2 separate regions of the Hordeum vulgare genome follow, and region 1 is linked to region 2. Evidence: chromatin contacts called from public Hi-C data. All regions are on one chromosome and are shown on one strand. The core of a region is the stretch at or near the end of the contact, and the rest is flanking DNA. Distances in the headings are between cores, read along the strand shown.

Region 1 (4,629 bases), core at 1,641-4,140, 560 kb before region 2:
CAGACTGGTTGGAGTCAGATCCCGTCTTGTCGGAGAAGACCGCAGATCATCGGGCGAGAGCTAGGGTGGCGGAGCGGAGGGAAGTGGATTGAAATGGATGGGTTAGGATTTGGTCCGGAAAGATGACCGGAACGAATATATGTGGGATTGGATAGACCAACATGGCCGGATCCGATGTGGCGGACGCGCGCGGGCACGCCCGGACGCCCTCATATTTGCCCTAGATTTGGATTAGATATGAGGAGTGCCGGTCAGTTCAGGTGTTTGAGGCCTGTTTGAGGCGTCCGTTTTGGTTGCACTTTCGTGATTGGTCACTAATCGGGCCGTCCACCAAAAAATTTGAGGCGAGTGGCTCGGTGAGGTGAGTAGTGTGGTCTTCTTCTCCCTACTCCCCCTCCAGACCCCACCTTGCATCACCTCCCTAGACGGCGACCAGGACGGCTCGCCCGCCTCTTCTCTTCTCCCCCCTTTCGTCCTCTCTCCCCCGTCGCCGCCAGAGGGTGCCCCCGGATCTGGCCAGGTGGTTTTGACGGCGTCGGGATTTCCTTTCCCCCGCGCGCGGGGCCCTTCCCGGGGATAGGTTCGACAGCGGGGGCAGCTCGACAAGCGACGGTGTGATGTCGTGGCGGCAGGGCCTGGCGGCACGTGTAGCGCTGATGCTGCCCTTGGCAGGAGGGCGCCTTGGTGGCGCTGGTCCGACGGCGCGACCACGACCCGAATTAGGGCCTTGAGGGCCCCATCCGAGTCCTAGCGGGCCGACATGGACGGGGAGCAGCGACCCCGACGGCATGCCTTCTGCAGCGCGATGGCGGGAGCTTCACGGGCGTTTCAGTGCCTGACCGGGCCTGTAGACCCACTGTCTTGGTATGCTCGTGCTATTGCGTCCGATCAGATCCTGTCACTGACGGGGGAGCTTGGGCTCCGGCGTGCTGACGGTGTTGCTGCTCCGAGTGTCGACTCATCTTCTTTGTTGTGCAGGTCCTACTACGTGGTGCCGTAGTGAGACAACGTGGGAAGCTTCATGATCGTGTTGGCGTAAGGTGGTGGTCGGTTTGGTGGCGAGCTCCGGAGCGTCCGAGGTGAAGGTTGAGATCGAGAGAAATCCATGCGGGCCTGGTCGACATCGACGCGGTGGCGCCTGAGGGTGCCGCCAGAACTTCCTAAAGGGCGTCGAGGGCTACCGTACCTCTCTCTTCGTCGCGTACCAGGGAAACCCTTGGCAGCGTCATCGTCATGGCCGCGTCCCTTCATGGGGGTGTTGATTGGTGCCGGCGCTTCGAAGTCTTGAAGCTTGGTTGGAGATCTTCGATGGACGCAGTGGTCACGAGGCTTCTTCATTTTTATTGATTCACCGTTGTCGGCATTTCTTCTTTTTTTATACTCGCTCCGTCTTAAAATTCTCGTCTTAGATTTGTGTAGAAATGAATGTATCTAGTCACATTTTAGTATTTAAATACATTTATTTTTAAACAAACTTAAGACAAGAGTTTTGGGACGGAGGGAGTATAACATATTTCTGTCCCAATAACTATAGTTAATTGTATTGATTGGTTGTTTTTTAATAAAAGGGGAGGAAAGCTTATTATCTGATATCTGAGGCGGGTTTGAGACGTCTTCTTAACAGTAGAAAGTTGACCACGTTATAAATTTCACGACGGAAACTCGATCGGTTGAGACATGCATTTACGGAAGGATGACATGTGCTTGCTGCGGAAGGGCCGGCCACAGTCCCACAGACGGCAACGGCCGCGCGCGTCCGTCCGCCCGCATGCAGATCCACAACGAGACACGACGGTTGCCGTGGATCACCGGACTCCTCCCGGCACCCGATCCAGCGAAGCGGATCGGCGGAGCGCCGGCTAAGCTACAGCCGCATTAATACGATGCGGCCGGCTGACCCCGCCGCCGCCGCCGCATGACATTCCTCGGTCCGATCCCGTGCCGTGACGGGCGCAAGCAAAAAAGGAAGACCGTAATTGCACCGATCTGTGGCGTGAAGGACGCACCATCCGGGCGTCCGCCGTGGCGACCCCGGCGGTACGGTACACGTGTTGTTGCTGGACCGCCATTAACTCGCTAGCTATATGGCTTCGAGAACAATGAGACCGGGCCACGTACGAACCCACTTAATACAATGGAGGTTATATATTGGTTATTGGTGCAAGATCAACGTCCAGGGGTTTAAAACGGAGGCGATATATTTACAACGTCCAGGCGTACATGTAAAGTTGGCGATATATTTGGCCGCGCTCCTCGACTGGTCGAACTCGTGACGTTTGCTAGCACGGTAAAATGACGTGATCTGGTAGTACCGAGAGAGGAGAAGCTCTGCCACAGATCAGAAGCTGCTCGTGGTAATTATTACGGCCTCTGGCTAATTTCCTCCCACCAAATTAGGTACCGAGTCAGTTTTGCAGAGAAGGTACATCATTTACCTGGCTAATTTAAGTTTTACGCCTGCGGCATGCTTCCTCGGCTCTGCGCAGCCGAAGCAAACTCACCCTTTGCCGCTCTAAAATAACCCAAGCGTTCAGACAAGTACGTACAATTAGAGAGGTTAAAAAGATGGCAGTAACTGAGTTTTGCTTCGCTTCAAGTTCTTGGCTCTGATTCTGCAACTACGAGCTTAATTGGACGGTCAAAAACGTGTTTTTATCCTTCACTCGTTGTTAATTACACATGCATGCACTAGAACACACTTTAACCTCCTCGATCTCTTCCATTTCCATAGCGCTACTGCTATCTATGGCTTGGTGGGCGGCTAGCTAAGCTTTGTGGACGCCCAAGCAAAGAAAAAATAATATACTGCCCGTAGTTCAAGTCCACGTCAAGCTCACCACAACCTTTGACTCCCAAACCTTTCCCTGCCCCGCCCGTTTTAAATCCCCACACCCCACACGCACAAACACCGCAAGGAACCACGCGAACCCAACCGAACCGAACCCACGCCGCGGCTCACCACGCCTCGCACCGCCGCCGGGAAGAAAGCGTAGCGTGGGAGGAAGGACCGGCGGCCGGCAGGCAATGGGCAACAGCATCGGCGGCCGGCGCAAGGGCGCCAAGGTGATGCAGCTGGACGGCACAGCCTTCAGGGTGAAGCCGCCGGCGCAGGCGGGGGCGGTGCTGCGCGACCACCCGGGCTTCCAGCTGCTCGAGTCGGAGCAGGTCAAGCTGCTCGGCGTGCGCGCGCGCCCGCTCGACCACGACGCGCCGCTCCGCCCGGGCCGGCTCTACTTCCTCGTGGCGCTGCCACGCCCCACCGTGCCCCCGCGCCGCGCCTGGTCCGGCGCGCTCCACGTCGGCGCGCGCGAGAGGCTCGAGTCGCTCATGCTCACGCGCCGCTCCACCTCCGACCTCACCTTCCCGACCTCGGCCGGCGCCGGCACCGCGCCGTCCTCCCCGATGTCCTCCGCCTCCGAGGGCGGGCCGGTCCAGCTCAGGATGCGCCTGCCCAAGGCGCAGGTCGCCAAGCTCATGGGCGAGAGCCGGGACGCCGCCGAGGCGGCCGCTAAGATCATGCAGCTCTGCGCCGCCAACGGCGCTGTCACGCCGGAGCGTAGCCCGCGGTTCCTGCCGACGGCGGACTGGGGCACTGGAGGGTTCGCGCAGACGCCAGAGCGGAGCCCGCGGTTCGTGCCGACGCCGGACTGGGGCGCCGGCAGGTTTGCGCAGACCCCGGAGCGGAGTCCCAGGTTCGCCGCAACGCCCGAGTGGGGTGCCAGGTTCATGATGCAGGCACCGGAGAGGGGCGCAGAGACGGCGAAGACGCCGGATAGGTGGTCCCCTTTACCCCGCACGCCGGAGTATGCAGCAGCGGACGTCAAGGCTAGCCGGAAGGAGGTAATGCACTGCTTCTTTCAAAGTTTTTTTATTAAAAAATATTATCTTCATTATTTTGACAAAAGAGCCATGTTATTAAGGTCTGAATCAAATAACTTGATTGCAATCTTCAAAAAAACTGTATAAATTGGTACTTTTGTAAAGCTTTCCTGCATTTCAAAAACATACAAAAATCTGAGCAAAGGAAAAACGTTTTTTTCTCCTCCCAGCGAATGCGGTCTTTCATTGGCCGGTCAAGATAATAGTGCGTAAGTTTTCACTGAAAAGTATGCATGAAAACACTATTTATTTTTTGAAAAAGAAAATTAACAATACTCCATGTTTAATGTAAACTAGATAAATGGTCTGCACAATTTACCCAACAAGATTTCTTATGAGGTTTATCTTCCACTAATTCATACCATTATTATCAAATTTTAAATATGACGTGCAAATAATTCTTTTCTTCCACTCGATTTGTGTCCGAATGTCTAAAGAAACCATAGCGACATAGCGTGGGATCTTCAATCCCTCAAAACATATATCTTGTCAGAAAGAGTTTCTCTCACCAAAGATAGCCAAGGTAAATGCCCGGAAAAAAATCCCTCCATTCCATGATTCCTGTCACGGTTTTGAAATAAAATCGCGACAAGTCGCACTAAAACCACGACAATAAGATGGACAAAGAAACGAGTTTAGTTCATTTAAGTTGGGAAACATTTTCGGAACCTGGGTTGAGCTGTAGACCTATTTTTAATTAGATAAAATAAAAGTCACCTTAAGTAAAAAAGAACAAGAGAAGTTCACTCA
Region 2 (4,649 bases), core at 1,003-3,502:
GGGGGGAGTCCTCCCCCCCTTGGCTCGGCCGACCCCTTGGGAGTCCCTTGGACCCCAAGGCAAGGTCCCCCTCCCTCCTCCTATATATATGGGGCTTTTAGGGCAGATTTGAGACGACTTTCTCACGGCTGCCCGACCACATACCTCCATAGTTTTTCCTCTAGATCGCGTTTCTGCGGAGCTCGGGCGGAGCCCTGCTGAGACGAGATCATCACCAACCTCCGGAGAGCCGTCACGCTGCCGAAGAACTCTTCTACCTCTCCGTCTCTCTTGCTGGATCAAGAAGGCCGAGATCATCGTCGAGCTGTACGTGTGCTGAACGCGGAGGTGCCGTCTGTTCGGTACTAGATCGTGGGACTGATCGCGGGATTGTTCGCGGGGCGGATCGAGGGACGTGAGGACGTTCCACTACATCAACCGCGTTCTCTAACGCTTCTGCTGTACGATCTACAAGGGTACGTAGATCACTCATCCCCTCTCGTAGATGGACATCACCATGATAGGTCTTCGTGCGCGTAGGAAATTTTTTGTTTCCCATGCACGTTCCCCAACAACCACCGGCGGCGGCTGGGAGGGGTGGGAGGAGGGAGAAGGGTGGGTGGGGGCAGAGTGGTTGACTCGGGCCAAGGCGGGCCCGCGCGGCCCAGATCTGAGCGCCCCCAGCTCTGCCGCTCGCTGCAGCGGCCGGCAGCCGCCGTAGCAGCGCCTCCGCGCACACGCACCGCGCCATCTCGACCTCTCCTGCACGCGGACAGCTTTCCGACGCGCCACCACACGCTCCCACTGCTCCAGCGCGCGAGCACATTCCCACCGCTCCAGCGCGCGAGCACGCAAACAAGGGCCCCGTCGCCGCCGTCCACCGACGAGGGCTTCACCCACCAGCATCCTCCGGCGGCGACGAGGGGAGGGAGGGGGCTTGGGTGGCGGCTAGGGTTTCGCCGCCCGAGTCGCCCCTGGGAGCGACGCGGGGGCCGAGTCTTCCTAATCCAGCAGCTTCCGAGCATAAGAATTGGTTTTCATTTTATTTTACTGTCAATGAGGGTCTATTTGAGCTTGGGAGCAGCGTATTGCTTGACCCCCCTTTTCTCAAGAAATTCTTATACACTAATGTCTTTGAACTCGGTTTCTTGTCGCTCCTTGTAACAAAGATAAGCAAATTGAGTTGGCATTGAGATCTTCTTGGGAAAAAAGATTTCATGTGTCTCGCGCTTCTCCTTAAGAAAATATATCCAACTGAAAAAGAGAAATATGAACTACAATACCATGTTTATTACCGTTGATGCTTTGGCAAGCGATGAGATAAAAATGATCCATGTGAAGGAACTACAATGGGTATTATTTGTAATGATGCTCTTGAATCTTGATGGATGAGGCTTATAGTCACATCTTCTTACATTTAACAATAATTTCAAGGTTACAAAATGGACATTAATAATACTATTATAACTTGATGATGACTAAGGCTTAAGAACGCGGGCGTGATTGAAATTAGTGAGTCATCACAATTTTTTCTACGACTTGTGATACAATTTCATATTTTGTGTTCCATATATTTTCTTGAATTTTCATGTGGAATATACAGTATATGTTACTGAAATTGTAACATACTTTTACTATACTCGCCGTTTGTTCTTTGGGGACAACATGTCCTTATTTGACAAAATCACGAAATATGCGGTTAAATGACGCTCAAGGTTTATCAACACGAAAATGACATCGAAAGACCTTGAGCAATCAAAACAGAACACAACGCACATGTTGCAAAGTCTCAACAGGGAACAACTTTTGTCAAATGGAAGAAAATAACTTTTGAACATAGAGAAAAGGCAACTCAAACCCACAATCCGGATTTTGCTTCACCACAATAACATAGTACTGCCTAGCTCCATCACAATTTAATTTAATTCATAAAAGGAAAGAAACACAATATATTTTTTCTCTGATTTTTTTCCCATCAAGAGATACAAGTCCTGGGTTTTTTTCCTACTATAAAAAAGACAGAAGTCAAAAGAAAGGTAGTAAAAGGAAAGAAGATAAGCGAATTAAAAGGCAGGAAAAACAAAAAAACCAAAACCAACGGCACCCACCGAACTCTTTCTTTTTTTTCCCCACCTTTCTCCTACCGCGCTTACCTTTTTCTCTACTCTATATCTTCCTCCATTCCCCTCACACGCAAAAGCTTCCCTTCCATGGGCACCTTCCCCTCACCCCCCTCCGCCTCCCCCTACCCTGGACTCCGCTCGCCCGCCGCCGCCGCCGCCGCCGCCGCCGCCGCCTCCCTCCCGCAGCAGCTGCTTGACCGTGGAGCCTCGGGCGATGCTGCCGCCCTCTTGCCCGCCACATGCTCGAGGAAATGCCTCGGATGTGCAGATCCCAAGAAACGCTAGGACTAGGCGCTTTGCGGGGTCCCTTTTAGCTCCCCTCTAACGGTTTGTGGCTCCTGGTTTTGGCGTGCTTTGTTTTCCCGTGATTTGTGGTGTGTAATTTGGTACAGGGTCTACTGTGAAATCAAGAAGTTGCTAGGTTTGGGCCTCCTCGGCAGTTGTTTTTTCGTGGTTTTTGCTGCTTTTATGGGAGTTCCCGTCGCGCGGAAGTCCGATTCTTGGGTGACCGACCTTGCGATGACGGACTGCGGCGGCGGCGACCGCTCCGACCTCGGCGTCCGGCCTATTAACGGTGGCCGAGGTGCCCCCATGGAGCAGCGTGGTGACGGGTTGGACGGGGCTCCGATGTCCCCACCGGAGCGTGTCCCGACACCGTCTTCCTCGAGGTCTGCTGGGTGGCGGCGTTTCTCCTCACCTGGTCCTCTCCGATGCTCAACGCCAGGGTGGGTATTTGACTTCCTTGCATTCCCTGGAGGGCATAGCCTGATATGTTGACTGAATAAAATTTGTTGGATGTAGGAGTATTGGTTATGAAGACGGCGAGGACTCAGACCGAGGCCGGTATTTCTCCCCGGGCAGTGAGTTTTCTCAAGATACTTCTGATACGGATTCCGTGAGCACAAATATTAGTAGGCTGTACACATTCAGGTTGGGAAATTCGAGCCCGTTATATAGTCCTATGAAACGATCCGGACAAGTAGGCACAAGTCCTCCCTCCGGGATAAATGGTCATGCCAGCCAAAATTCTCCTCTATACTCTTTGAATTCTGGTCATGGCTACGATGATGGTGATTATTTGATGGATTCACCCAATTGCCATGATGAACATCATGACAATATTATACAGCCAATTGATTTTGAGAGTAATAATGGACTCATATGGCATCCTCCACCGCCTCAAGATGAGGGTGATGACTCCGAAAACAGTTTCTTTCAATACAATGACGATGATGATGACAGCGCTATTGGTGATGGGAAGACCTTTGAACATGTTAACCATGAGTGCGGTGGTAGTGATGATTTACCAGGGACCAAAGGAAAACAGAATATAGCTCATAAAGAGTTCTTAAGGAACGCTCTACATGGGCATTTCAGGGCTCTTGTGTCCCAATTGCTCCAAGGTCATGGAGTTGACCTCGTGGATGGATGGTCGGACATAGTATCCTTATTAGCATGGCAGGCAGCTACCTTTGTGCAGCCAGATACAAGCAAAGGTGGTAGCATGGATCCCACCAACTATGTCAAAGTTAAATGTGTAGCGTCAGGGACTCCCAATGATAGGTACGCCCTATAACGATTCAGCTGTGTTGAGTGATTATATGATATTTTTCATGCCATCTTCGGAGCTAAATGATTATTCATCTGTTTATTTGCAGTACTTTCATTAAAGGTGTTGTTTGTTCTAAGAATGTAAAGCATAAACGCATGGTGTCAAAGCATGAGAATCCTAGAATTCTTCTTTTGGGAGGAGCACTGGAACATCAAAAGGTTACAAACAAACTAGCATCAATAAACAGCATTCTTGAACAGGTAATGCCTCCATTCTTTGTCAGCTGAAGTGTATTTATCCTAATAGCTCTCAGTATGTCCGTAGTTGACATTAAAAGTGTGATATGTACAGGAAAAGGAATATCTTAAGAATGCTGTTGCAAAGATAGAGGCCCAACGACCTCATGTCTTGCTGGTTGAAAAGAGCGTGCCGATGTATGCTCAACAGCTTCTTGCAAAAGATATCTCTTTAGTACTGAATGTCAAGAGATCACTTCTAGAACGGATATCACGCTGCACAGGTGCTAAAATTGCTTCATCCATTGACAATGTCACTTCAGCAAGACTTGGACAGTGCCAAGCTTTCTGGATTGAAAGAGTTGCAGAATCTTTAGCTCCGAAGGATAACAGAAAATCTATCAAGACACTGATGTTCTTTGATGGCTGTCCAAGACGCCTGGGCTGCACGGTAATGCACATAGAACTGTTTGCTACCTTTAAAGATCTTGTTCCATTCCATAAAAAAATGAAGGGTCAATTCTCATCATATTGTTACTTTGGTCCTAATTTTATACACGTATTCTTCTATACTGTTTTTTGGCATAATTTTACTCTCTGCCGAGGATGGCAATCTTGAGCTCCGCTTTGTGTCTATCTATTGTGGCACTTTAATTGTGCAAGACATATCTAATACAACCAACGATTTTTTTCCTAGGTCCTCCTAAGGGGCACATCCTATGAAGAGTTAAGGAAGGTCAAACTTGCTCTACAGTTTGC

The links. A called contact is a pair of places that touch in the nucleus more often than the background predicts.
Region 1: a Hi-C map of seedling shows a contact between it and region 2, with 9 times the contacts expected there. The contact joins the promoter of LOC123412623 here to the promoter of LOC123409935 in region 2. A contact is called at or near these places in 2 of 6 Hi-C or Micro-C datasets (leaf and seedling).

Annotation. Positions count from the first base shown.
Region 1 is chr7H:113,263,027-113,267,655 of MorexV3_pseudomolecules_assembly, reverse strand. LOC123412623 reads left to right here and starts at 2,890. Exons shown (of 2, transcript XM_045105573.1): 1 at 2,890-3,840. The coding sequence starts at 3,025.
Region 2 is chr7H:112,706,157-112,710,805 of MorexV3_pseudomolecules_assembly, reverse strand. LOC123409935 (putative 1-phosphatidylinositol-3-phosphate 5-kinase FAB1C) reads left to right here and starts at 2,252. Exons shown (of 11, transcript XM_045102804.1): 1 at 2,252-2,827; 2 at 2,904-3,665; 3 at 3,761-3,914; 4 at 4,006-4,341; 5 at 4,588-4,649. The coding sequence starts at 2,571. It also overlaps the pseudogene LOC123409936.